Regions from separate parts of the Mus musculus genome. Here region 1 is linked to region 2. The links are chromatin contacts, called in public Micro-C maps. All regions are on one chromosome and are shown on one strand. Each heading gives the region's core, a stretch centred on a gene start, on an enhancer-like site or on the middle of the called end of the contact. The rest is flanking DNA. Distances are from core to core; before and after follow the strand shown. Region 1 holds the start of Ikbip (IKBKB interacting protein). Region 2 holds the start of 1500026H17Rik (RIKEN cDNA 1500026H17 gene).

What was found. Hi-C and Micro-C count contacts between places; a contact is called where the count stands out from the background.
Region 1: a Micro-C map of embryonic stem cells shows a contact between it and region 2, with 5 times the contacts expected there. The contact joins the promoter of Ikbip here to the promoter of 1500026H17Rik in region 2. A contact is called at or near these places in 2 of 39 promoter capture datasets (hippocampal neurons and neutrophils), 2 of 484 Hi-C or Micro-C datasets (CD4 T cells and embryonic stem cells) and 2 of 115 datasets of contacts at active chromatin or transcription factors (embryonic stem cells and large pre-B cells).

What each region holds. Positions count from the first base shown.
Region 1 is chr10:91,079,413-91,084,591 of GRCm38.p6, reverse strand. Ikbip (IKBKB interacting protein) reads right to left here and starts at 1,553. Exons shown (of 3, transcript NM_026166.2): 1 at 1,296-1,553. The coding sequence starts at 1,465. It overlaps Apaf1 (apoptotic peptidase activating factor 1), which reads left to right and starts at 1,849. Exons shown (of 27, transcript NM_009684.2): 1 at 1,849-2,409; 2 at 4,504-4,705; 3 at 4,956-5,145. The coding sequence starts at 4,568.
Region 2 is chr10:89,685,043-89,690,763 of GRCm38.p6, reverse strand. It overlaps 1500026H17Rik (RIKEN cDNA 1500026H17 gene), which reads right to left and starts at 4,401. Exons shown (of 3, transcript NR_130956.1): 1 at 4,245-4,401; 2 at 1,442-1,615. Scyl2 (SCY1-like 2 (S. cerevisiae)) reads left to right here and starts at 4,470. Exons shown (of 18, transcript NM_198021.3): 1 at 4,470-4,726.

The DNA.
Region 1 (5,179 bases), core at 304-2,803, 1.4 Mb before region 2:
CAGTTGAACACGTTTTTATTAACTTATAACAAAACCCAGTACTCAAGCATTACCCAGTACAAATGCCTAGTATAATCCTAGCACTTGGGAGGTGAAGGCAGGAAGATCAGGGGTTCAATGTCACCTTCGGCTATATAGTGAGTTCTAATCTAACCTAGGCTACCTAAGAGCCTTTCTCAAAAAACCAAACCAACCACTCAACCATAGACCCCCCCCCCCAAAAAAAAAAAAAAACAAAAAACTCAAGGACTCAGGGTGTCACCAATAAACTAAGCTGGAAATAAACCTGCATCAAAACTACTCTACCCTGGAGGATATCCAGAGTCTTTTCTGAATTCTATTAGCTCTCTTATTCCACATTTACACTAATATATCACTAATATATGCTTGGTTTCAAAGCTACAAATGTTGAGCGGGATGGCGGTGCCCCCACTACTGCAAATAAAGTGTAAAAATACATGTATATAGCTGGGTTGTATGTGTCATACAGCCAGGTTGTGGTAGTACATGCCTTTAACACCAGTACTAGGGAGGTGGAGGCAGGCAGATCTCTGAGTTCCAGGCCAGCCTGGCCTACAAAGTGAGTTCAAGGACAGCCAGGGCTACACAGAGAAACCCTGTATCAAAAAACTAAAACAACAACAATAAGAAAACACGAATGTTTAGTCTTAAGGGAAAACATATTCTTTACAATGTTACATACAGTTCAACTTGTAATTTAGGAGTAAGACTATATAGTCTTTTATAGCTGTTAAGAACATGCATGTCTGGTGTCTTACAACCATTGGTAACTCCAGCTTCTTGGATTTGACACTCTCTTGCGGGATCCTCGCGCACCTGCACACACGTGCACAAATACACTGACACTCATACACATAAACAAGAATAAATCTTTAAAAAAGGACTATAGTTTTAATGTAGGCACACAGCTCTAAATAGGAGAAAGTCTCATTAGCATTTATCGCTCAGCAACAACGAACTTTTTTTTATTAGGCTGCAGACATTTTAAGAGTGCGATTTTTGGTGGAGGGTGGAGCAAACTCATCCGCAAAGCTACAGAGTGGACGGGAAGTAGTGGTTTTTAGGTATGTGCAAACTTGTGACGTGCAGTAGTAGATGCTTAATAAAGTGTGGGCCGAGTCCTGGGTGACATGTTCCCAGACTTTAGAGGGCAGCGACAGGAGCATGCTACCAGAACATTGTTAAAAGAGCGTATTCAAGCGAGAGTGGGTTGGCTCGAGGTGCTAGGCGCCCACGCGAGGCCCGACCCACGGCCTGCAGCATCGCACACTTACCAGGCCAGGCCCAGGGTCATCGCCAGAGACAGCAGGCTGAGCCCAGTGCGGGGGTCCGCCCAGCCCGCGTCCCCCCGCGCCTCGGGGTTTTTCCTGCCATCACTCCGCTTCTCGGGCTCAGGAGCAGCCACTTTGGGCCCCGGCTTCTTTCGGCTCTTCACTTCGGACATGTCTGGATCCCTGAAGATCTTGAAGCCAGGATGGCTTTGGAGGGGGGCCGTGGGACGTGGCTGCAGAGCAGCTTCGGAAGGCCACGCCCACCAAGGCTGTGCCCCGCCCTCAAGCGGCTGGCCCCGCCTCTGGATTCCGCTACCCGACTGAGTCTGCGGGAGACCCAAGCTCGCGGGTGCGCGCAGGTTGCGGAGAGGCGCGTAGAGGGGGCGGGGCCGAGAGTGCCACGTCTAGCTGGGCGCGAGCCCGCGGCTTAGCCCCACCCCACCGCGCATGCGAGAACGCTCAACCAGGGCTTGCGGTCACGCGCCGGGCGGGGCGCGCGCGCGCGGCCGCGGCGGCGGGCCCTGGGCGAGTGAATTTGCGTGCCCGGGCGCGCGCTGTGTGGACTGGGCGGGCCCAGCGGTGTTTGAGTGCTCCGCGGTCCTGAGGCAGAGACCAGGAGGCAGCTAGAGGAGCAGACGTCTCACTCCGCTCGCGGAAGGGTGTGAGAGGGGTGTGTGGGGGTCGGCAGCGAGGGGTGTGTGCCATCAGCCACCGGCGACGATCTGAGACAGTCGCAGCGGCTTTCCGAGCGGCGTCCGCTTCCCGCCCGGGCAGCTCCCGCCAGAGGGGTGAAGCGGCGACTGGAGTGGCCGTGCTTTTGTGCCCTGGGTCCCGGTACCCTCCCCTGGTGCGGCCCGAGGCAAGCCCACCGAGGTGACCACCCCTCGACGCCGCTTGGAGATCCCGGGCATCCACCCTGCGCCCCGAGCAGCTGATACCCAGGGAGGTGTCAGGACCTGCCCGGGGCGCGGGGTCGCCGGAAGCCAGGCGGGAGCCCCGGCTGCTTTCTGGCAATCTAGTCTCATAAGTGACCCTCCCTGGGCTGCTTTCTTTCGATTATCATCAGTGACCCTCCCCCGGCTGCTCTTCCCAGCACAACTCCGGTGCAAAGGCTTGGGTAAGTTTACTGCCTCGGTCTCACCTCCCCAAGCTCCTCTGGGCAGGCTCTTTGCAAGTTCTGTTGTAGCTCCCAGGGACTGAAAGATCAGGGGACGCGGGATGTTTGGTAATCATCCTCCTGCTCTTGTACCAGGAAGAGAAATTATCTAAGGAGGAAGTAGACCACTATTACTGTTTTCCTGGATAGACTTAGCCTTTATATTGTGGTCTGTATCTCGGACCAGTTTTGGCTTTCTGTTTTGTTGTGGCCACAAAGAGGTTGTGGCCCTGGGAATTTGCCCATAGTATTCCAGTTTGTGTAAAGTTTGAAAAAAGTTGTTTAAAATTTATATAATTTATGGCTGGGCATGGTGGTGCACGCCTTTAATCCTAGCACTCGGGAGGCAGAGGCAGGTGGATTTCTGAGTTCGAGGCCAGTCTGGTCTACAAAGTGAGTTCCAGGACAGCCAGGGCTATACAGAGAAACCCTGTCTCGAAAAACCAAAAAAAAAAAAAAAAAAAAAAAAAAAAAAAAACCAAAACAAAAAAAATATTATATATATATATATAATTTATGTATATGAGTTCAGTAAGGCTAGAGAAAATTGGAACTTAGTTGTCAAAGTGTTTTTTGTTTTTGTTTTTTTTTTTTTTTTTGGAGACAGGGTTTCTCTGTGTAGCCCTGGCTGTTCTGGAACTCACTCTGTAGACCAGGCTGGCCTTGAACTCAGAAATCCACCTGCCTCTGACTCCCAAGTGCTGGGATTAAAGGTGTGCTCCACCACTGCCCGGTAGAGTATTTGGTTTTTGCTTAATTATTGGACATAACCAAAAATCTTTTCATAACGGGGTTTCTCTGCATAGCCCTGGCTGTCCTGGAACTCACTTTGTAGACCAGGCTGGCCTCGAACTCAGAGATCCACCTGTCTCTGCCTCCGGAGTGCTGGGATTAAAGGCGTGGGCCACGATGCCCGGCTGAGAAACTTTTAGGAAACTAAAAATGTTAGTCTTGTTTCTGGTCATTTCTTTTTCTTTGATTTTCCTTTTTTCTTCAGTTAGTTTCATTCCAGTTGTGGGCGCACAAACGAATGACTTCTTTATTTTTGCAAGTGCAACATTTGATGTCTTAAAAAAATTTTTTTTTGAAGTTGAATGATTCTTGCCCTTCTTCGGCGCTCTGTATATTACTCTGTGCCTATTTCAGTTTTTGCACGTAGGACAGTCATCTTCTGATTATCTCTTTTTGTTGTGTATACACACACACACACACACACACACTCCTAATGAAGGAATGATTATGCATATTTAAGACATTCACACTTTACTACATTGGAGGGAGTTTTTGTCAGTGCTTTTACAACTTGCAAACATTCAAAACTGAACTTTATACCCGTGGAATAATTTTTGTTGTAATGTAGGGAAGTTGTTAGGAAATGAAAGTCACTTTCTGTAAAGCATGATACTCTTTGTTCGTTACCTTGGTCCAAGAAGTGACATCAGAGGGAATTTCCTGTGGTTCTGTGAATATGTGCTTACTAGTGAAGATCTGCGGCTGATGTCCATGTTGAGAAGCTGGTATCAGCAACGCTACTTGGTTTATAGGTTGGATAAAGGAAACACGCTTTAAAGCACCAGGACTTGAGTATTACAGTAAAACTTTTACAGAACCTCAACCTAAGAGAAGGGAGAATTTTTACTGTAAAAAATTTTACTATAAAAAAACCCAAAGTGTTTATTGGAAAAGTGGCAACACTTTATAAAATTATGAAGGAAGAAAGCCAGAATCTTGCTATCAGTCTCCCAAACACTTTGATGAACGACTCTTGAGCATCTTCTTAATACAGTTATGTGACACAACACATTTTGTGTTATTTGAGGCTTTATTTCTAATTTTCTAAATTAGCAGTGACTTAGACCTATCTTTCCTTGTCAGCATATATTCTGCATTGAGATATATACCATAGGATTTAAAATGGCTGTGTGTAATGTTCCATTTTATCTATAAATCCTAATTAACGAATAATAATAAAAAAATCCTGTTTTCCTTACATTTCTCGATTACCGTTGAAGTTACACATCCGGCGCTCACACATCCTGTTGCTCGTCATGACAGGCATCCTGGTGCTTTGCCTCTAGCCCATGCTCCACAGCGAGGAGAGAGAAAACCCTGAGGCACAATGGATGCAAAGGCCCGCAATTGTTTGCTTCAACATAGAGAAGCTTTGGAAAAGGACATCAAAACATCCTACATCATGGATCACATGATCAGTAATGGCGTCTTGTCAGTGATAGAGGAGGAGAAGGTCAAAAGTCAGGTAAAAGCCCCGAGGTAGTCTACGCTTCAACATTAAAAAATATTTATTTATTCATTTACTTACTTATTTTATGTATACGAGCACACTGTAGCTGTGTTCAACCACACCAGAAGAGGGCATCAGATCCCATTACAGATGGTTGTGAGCCACCATGTGGTTGCTGGGAATTGAATTGACATCATTCTCAGCTAATTTGTGCTGCAGACATATTCGCCTGTTCGTTCTTACATTATTCAAATTTTTTTTTCAGGCCACTCAATATCAACGAGCAGCCGCTTTAATTAAAATGATACTTAATAAAGACAACTGTGCCTACATTTCATTCTACAACGCTCTGCTACACGAGGGCTATAAGGACCTTGCTGCGCTTCTGCAGAGTGGCCTTCCTCTTGTGTCGTCTTCCAGTGGCAAGGACACAGATGGTGGAATAACTTCATTTGGTTTGTATCCCTGAAACACTTGTGTCATATTGCC
Region 2 (5,721 bases), core at 3,152-5,651:
ATGTTCAAATCTGTGGGACTGTGAAAGGCAGCCTATTTTGGTTGAATGGTGCTTGTTCTGGTGACCCAGTAGAAAACTCTACAAGGGACAGAAAGGTGAGCCATGTTTCCAGAATCAGGTGCCTGAAACCACAGAGCTCCCAACTCCATAATTCGGTGACTATCAGTCATGCAGACAATGTCCCAAGCTTCTGGCTTTCTGGCTAGACTTCACTCCCACAGTTACCTGACTATAGCCAGGTATGCTCTGCCCCACAGTTACCTGATATACCAGCCCCCTATAAGAGGGGCTGCTTGGCCCCTCCTTGCTCTCTTTAAGCCTTCACCTTTCTTACTCTCTAGCCCTCTCTTTCCCTTCTCCCCTCTCTCCACGTAGCCATGGCTGGTCTCTGTCTCTCTTTCTACCTTCTCTCTTTCTCCCTGCCTTTCTACAATAAAGCTCTAAAACCATAGACTGTCTCTGCTTATCAGGGCCCGCCATGCTTGAACGATGGGATAGGCTTTCTCCTAATGAGCTGCGTCTAATCTCCTGCCAGAAGGCCTTCCTGTGCTGCAGCCACAGACCAGACCAAGGGCTCTCACCCGTGTGGGAACCACTCAGCGCCCTATCCCCCTGCCCTCTCCTCCCTTCGGCCTGGGGCTCAGAGCCGCCCTGGGCCCCCCCTGTTCTGTTCTCAGCTCCTCCACTGTATCCAGCATGGGATGCTGGAGACTGGGAACCTAGTACCTAAGGCTGCCTCTTGTCCACCTCCCACCTCCCCATGCCGATCTGGGATTCCCTGGCTTCCCACAGCCAGACACCCACCCAGGGCGTCGTGGAGAGCCTGAGGCAGTCTTTCTGCATCCGCCCAGAGCACTGGAACTCTGGCTGGACACGGGTTCTCTCCCACTCCCCTCTTTCCCCCACACCCACAGCCCCGCACAAATCACTTTAGCATCATAAAGTGAAACGATGAATTCAGATAGCATGGGAGAGAATGGGGGCACATAATGGAACACTGATTTCTAATGGTCTCATCCTCTGTTACCAGTATTGGCTCTGTTAGAGAAAAATGAAAATTCCGATTGCCCCCTTTTGCTTTCTTTCCATCTATCCTTCCTCTTCCTCCTCCTCTTCCTTCTTGTTCTTCTTGTTGCTGTTCTCCCTCCCCGCCACCCCACCCCCCACCCCCCGCGCCTCCTCTTCCCTTTGTTGAAAAAGTCTTGCTGTATAGATCAGGCTGGCCTCAAAATCATAGAGACCTGCCTGCCTTTCCGTCCTGAGAATTAAAGGAGGATTAAAGGTATGCACCTATCTGAAAATTCAGTCAATTCATAAACTAGAGATGGGGCCATCAGCTTATACAATAGATGTGTTCTCATATCTTAAGGTACCAAGAAGAAATAAATAGGAGATCTTTTAGTTATAAATTATTTGACAGTGTATAATTTTGACTACTCACTTGAGTTTGAATAACCTCTCTTTTTATACAAGTGTTAGAAATGACAAGATCTTCATCTTCACTTAGCTGGGAAGTTTACACTTTAACTGGAGGCTCTAAAGTATTTTCAAAGATCGGAAAGTGGATCCATTTAAGGAGATGTGACTGTTTGTTGTTTCCAGATGTCCTTCACAGCTAAGAAAGAAAACAATTCAACTGTCAAGAGTAACAAATGAAAACACATATTCGATACAATAAAATTATTCCATTTCTAAACAATTATTAAGAGTGAGAATAATTAATTTAAATTGATCAATAGATGCAAATAAAGAAAATGCCCCAAGTCATGTTTTTACATTGTAGAAAATATATTATAGAAAATATATTTCTGTTTGGGGCCAAACTAAAAACACATAAAGCAGCAATGTAAACCTGTTATTCACACAGATATTTACATTCTAATTCATAACAGTAGCAAAATTATAGTTATGAAGTAACAACAAAATAATTTTATAGTTGAGGACCACCACAACATGAGGAACTGTATTAAGGGTCCCAGCATTAGGAAGGCTGAGAATCAGTGCTCTAAACCTACTATGGAGGATATATCACATATACATTTTTAATGTATTTACTCTAACACTATCATGGAGAGCACTTTTAAATATTTATACCGAGAGAAGCTTTTTGTTTTCTGAGGAACTGATATACTTTCTCATTTTAAAAGCCAACATAGCCAAGGTTATCTAGAGACTCAGAGCAGAAATTTACTCTATTATGCCGACTGTATTACCCTTAGAATGTGTTAACCTGAGAATTATCATATACACTGACCCTTTATTTGGAAGCCTAATCTGTCTTCTTTTGATGATAATTTAAGAAAGCTTATTAGCTATATATATATATTGTTATAGACTGCCTTAAAGCCCCCCTCCCCCAGTGACACACTTCCTCCAACAAGGCCACACCTACTCCACCATGGACATGTCTCCTAATAGTGCCACTGCCTATGAACCTATGGGGGCCACTTTCATTCTAACCACCACAGGCAGTCAGGTGGGATGCAGCCATATTTCATTAATGGTTACAACCTTTACTGCATTTCTTTCATCAAATCGTCACAGAATCAAGAACATACTGGGTGCCTAAAGAAGGTATGTAGAGAAGGAAGAAGAACTGGAAGAGACTCCAAGGAAGACTAATATTTAGAGCAGAGATACTTAAATGCTTGGCATTCGCAGCCCTTCTTCACCAGAGGAAGCAAAAGTGCCTGTGCTGTATGTGAAGAGGAAAGTTCGCTTACACCTCCTGCCTACCTCACTTAAAGCTTGCTCTGCCTCTTGACCTACCGATGACTTAATGTAATCCTGTTTACAATAAACAGAAAGCTCTTGGATTAAAGGTATGTGCTAGGACTGAGCCATACCACAACTAGAAACAGGTTTTTCTTTTTTTCTTTTTCTTTCTTTCTTTTTCTTTTTCCTTTTCAGCAAGTAACACAATCTCAGAGGTTCACAGTGTGTTCAAATATCCTGTGATAGCTATTCTCACATGGTCTGCAAAGGATTAGGTTTGCTCACTAGGATTCTGTCAAAATGTTTAATTCAGTGTTTCTTGGTGCGTTGGCAACCTTGTACAATCACTGCTATCATCTAACCCCAGGCCATTTTATCACTCCAAAAAAGAGACTCATGTTTAGTAGAGATAAACTAGTTCCTCCTACCCCAGTAAAATATGAAATTAAAGCATGTAAGAAAGAAAAAGTTGAAATATAGAGAACATGATTTCTAGATGTTTTGTGTGCAGAATACAAGAATCTAAGCCTTTCCTTTCTTGACCACGAAGAACTAGAAGTAACATTACCAACACATAACTTATAAGATGCTCTTGGCAAAAGGACAGAAATAAAAGTCCACCCTTCTGGGGCTGGAAAGAGAAGGCTCAGCTAGTGAGATGATAACTTTCTAAGCATGCAGATCTAAGTTGGATCTCCTGAACATACATTAAAAAGCCAGGCTTGGTGGTGGGTGCTCCTAATTTCACAGCTGAAGAGATAAGAGAAAGGCAAAGCACCAGGTTCTATTTAGAGACCTTGTCTCAAAAACATGGACAGCTCCCCAGGAACAACTCCTAAGGCTAACCTCTAGCCTCGAGCTTTTCTGGCGTGTGTACATACAGCTGTACCTACACAAACATGTAAACACACCACACAAACATGTACACACACATACACACACACCCCATAATCCTCTTCCCTCTTCTCTTCCTCCCCCTCCTCCAATTCTTCTTGTAATAGAATCTACCCTATTACCCATCTTAAGACATTTTAACCTGAACCAGGGACAGAGCAGAGACAGGAGAGGCAGGGTTAGGGTTAGTTAGGGTGGTAGTAGTCCTACTACTATGTACGGGTTACTTGGATGGATAGCAGGGAGACAGAGGCTGTGCCCAGTTTCACCTAGGTATATTTTTCAGAACAATTTACTTCTTTCATTAAGCACGTAAGATAAATAATCTTTGTTGCTCTAATTGTGGAACTGTGGCACCGGGGTTATCTGAGAATGTCTTAGAAACGCAGAGCATCCGATCCTACTTGTGCAGCAGAATCTGCACTTTAACACGGCCCTGTGTGAGAAGCACGGCTTTTCTAGGTTCTAAGGTCACTTAGCAGAAAGTCAGAGAAAGCTGAGTCCTATGTAATCAGTCACTAGACCAGCAAGGGCAGGTGGCCTGGGAAACAGAAAAGGGGAGGGGCCTCACAACCAGAGCTGCAGTGTCCAGCCATCAAGTCACTGTCAGTCATCTCCAATATACATTTGGTTACCTGTCCTCATTATCTTGGAGAATCCCCTTCTATGGTTCCAGAAACTCGGGCTTCCTAGCCTGGGGCCCCGGAAAGCTGGTCTTGCCCGCGAAGACTAGTGATCAGAGTCACAGGTACGGCTGTCAGCAGAGGCCCGGGCTGGCTCCACCCCCGCCCCGGGAGCCCCGCCTCACTCCGCCTCGGGGAGGGCGGAGGGAAGCCAAGCCTTACCCTTCCGAACCGCCCGGAAGTGACGTCATGCAGGAGCGGGCAGGTCTTTCGGTGCTCTTCCCCCTACCGTGCTCTTCTTCCCTAGTCCCTTCCCTCCCTTCCCCCTTTACTCCTCGATCTCGGGGTTCTGCGGACTCGGGGGTGACGGAGGAGATGGAGTAAGCGTTCGGTGGCGGCCAGGAGCGCGGCCCGAGCAGTCACAGCCCGGAGGCATTGAGGGAGCCGGCGGGGGACCGGCCCCAGCACCGCCCCTCCAGGTAGCCGGCTGCGAGGTGAGTGACCTGTCTCGGGCACCGGGCGACCTGGGTCTGCGGCCAGCTTGCGGGCTACGGGTCTCCCCGGGCCTCCCGGCTGCTACTGTTGCCTAGTGACGGGCCGGGTCGGGCGGGCTGGCGGTGGGTGGCCCGGGAAGCCGGATCCAGGTAGCGAGAAGCGGGAGGGAGCGGATCTCAGAGGCCGGTGACTCTGGGCGAGGCCTTCGGGCGACGGGAGCCCCGCTGCCTGGGTCATTCTGCTGCTGGGAGAGTCCCCAGAGCTGGCGCAGGAGCTCGGGTTTCCGCCGTGGAGATCTCCGTATCCTTTTGGGAAATTGGACAGTGCTCCGGGACTGCTGAGACAGCCCCCCTCGTTTCTGATACTTGGTTCCGATAGCTGGGGTCACCGGCTAAGGCCCTGCACTTCGGACGCCTTTCTCTGATGGTAGTTGTCTTTCTGGACTGGACGGTTATTGTGTGTGTGAGGTGGGTGGGGCAGATAAGGTTTGAGAGAAAGAAATCCCCATGGGGGCTCCAGTGCGCCTGTTTAAGCTACAGAAAAAGGTTTAGACAGATAAAGCTTGCAGAAACTTCTTGGGATTCGCATGGACGCGTTACCTGTGATCAGTAATTAAGGACACACAGTGTTTCCCTTTCTCAACAGGATTGAAGAGACTCCAGACCAGCTCCTTAAAGTGATTTTGATTGTAAATTATCAGCTAGAGGTTTTTCTTTGCACATCAAAACCAGGGATTGTGTGATGACACTTTGAAACGCCGTATTTAAGTTTTCTGAGTCGTGCGCCTCTGTTCAGAGAAAGCAATTTAACAAAGATGCTGTAAGTCAGTCAGCCATTACAAAACCCAAGCAGTTCTGGTGTTTGCTTGGAAGATTCTTTTTCGACTTTGAAGGCTTTCCCCTCCTTAATAAAGGTTGGAGGAGAAGGGGATTGTGGTTATGCAAAGGAAAGGAGCCTAACTGAACACATAGAGCTTTATTCTGTTCAGATATAC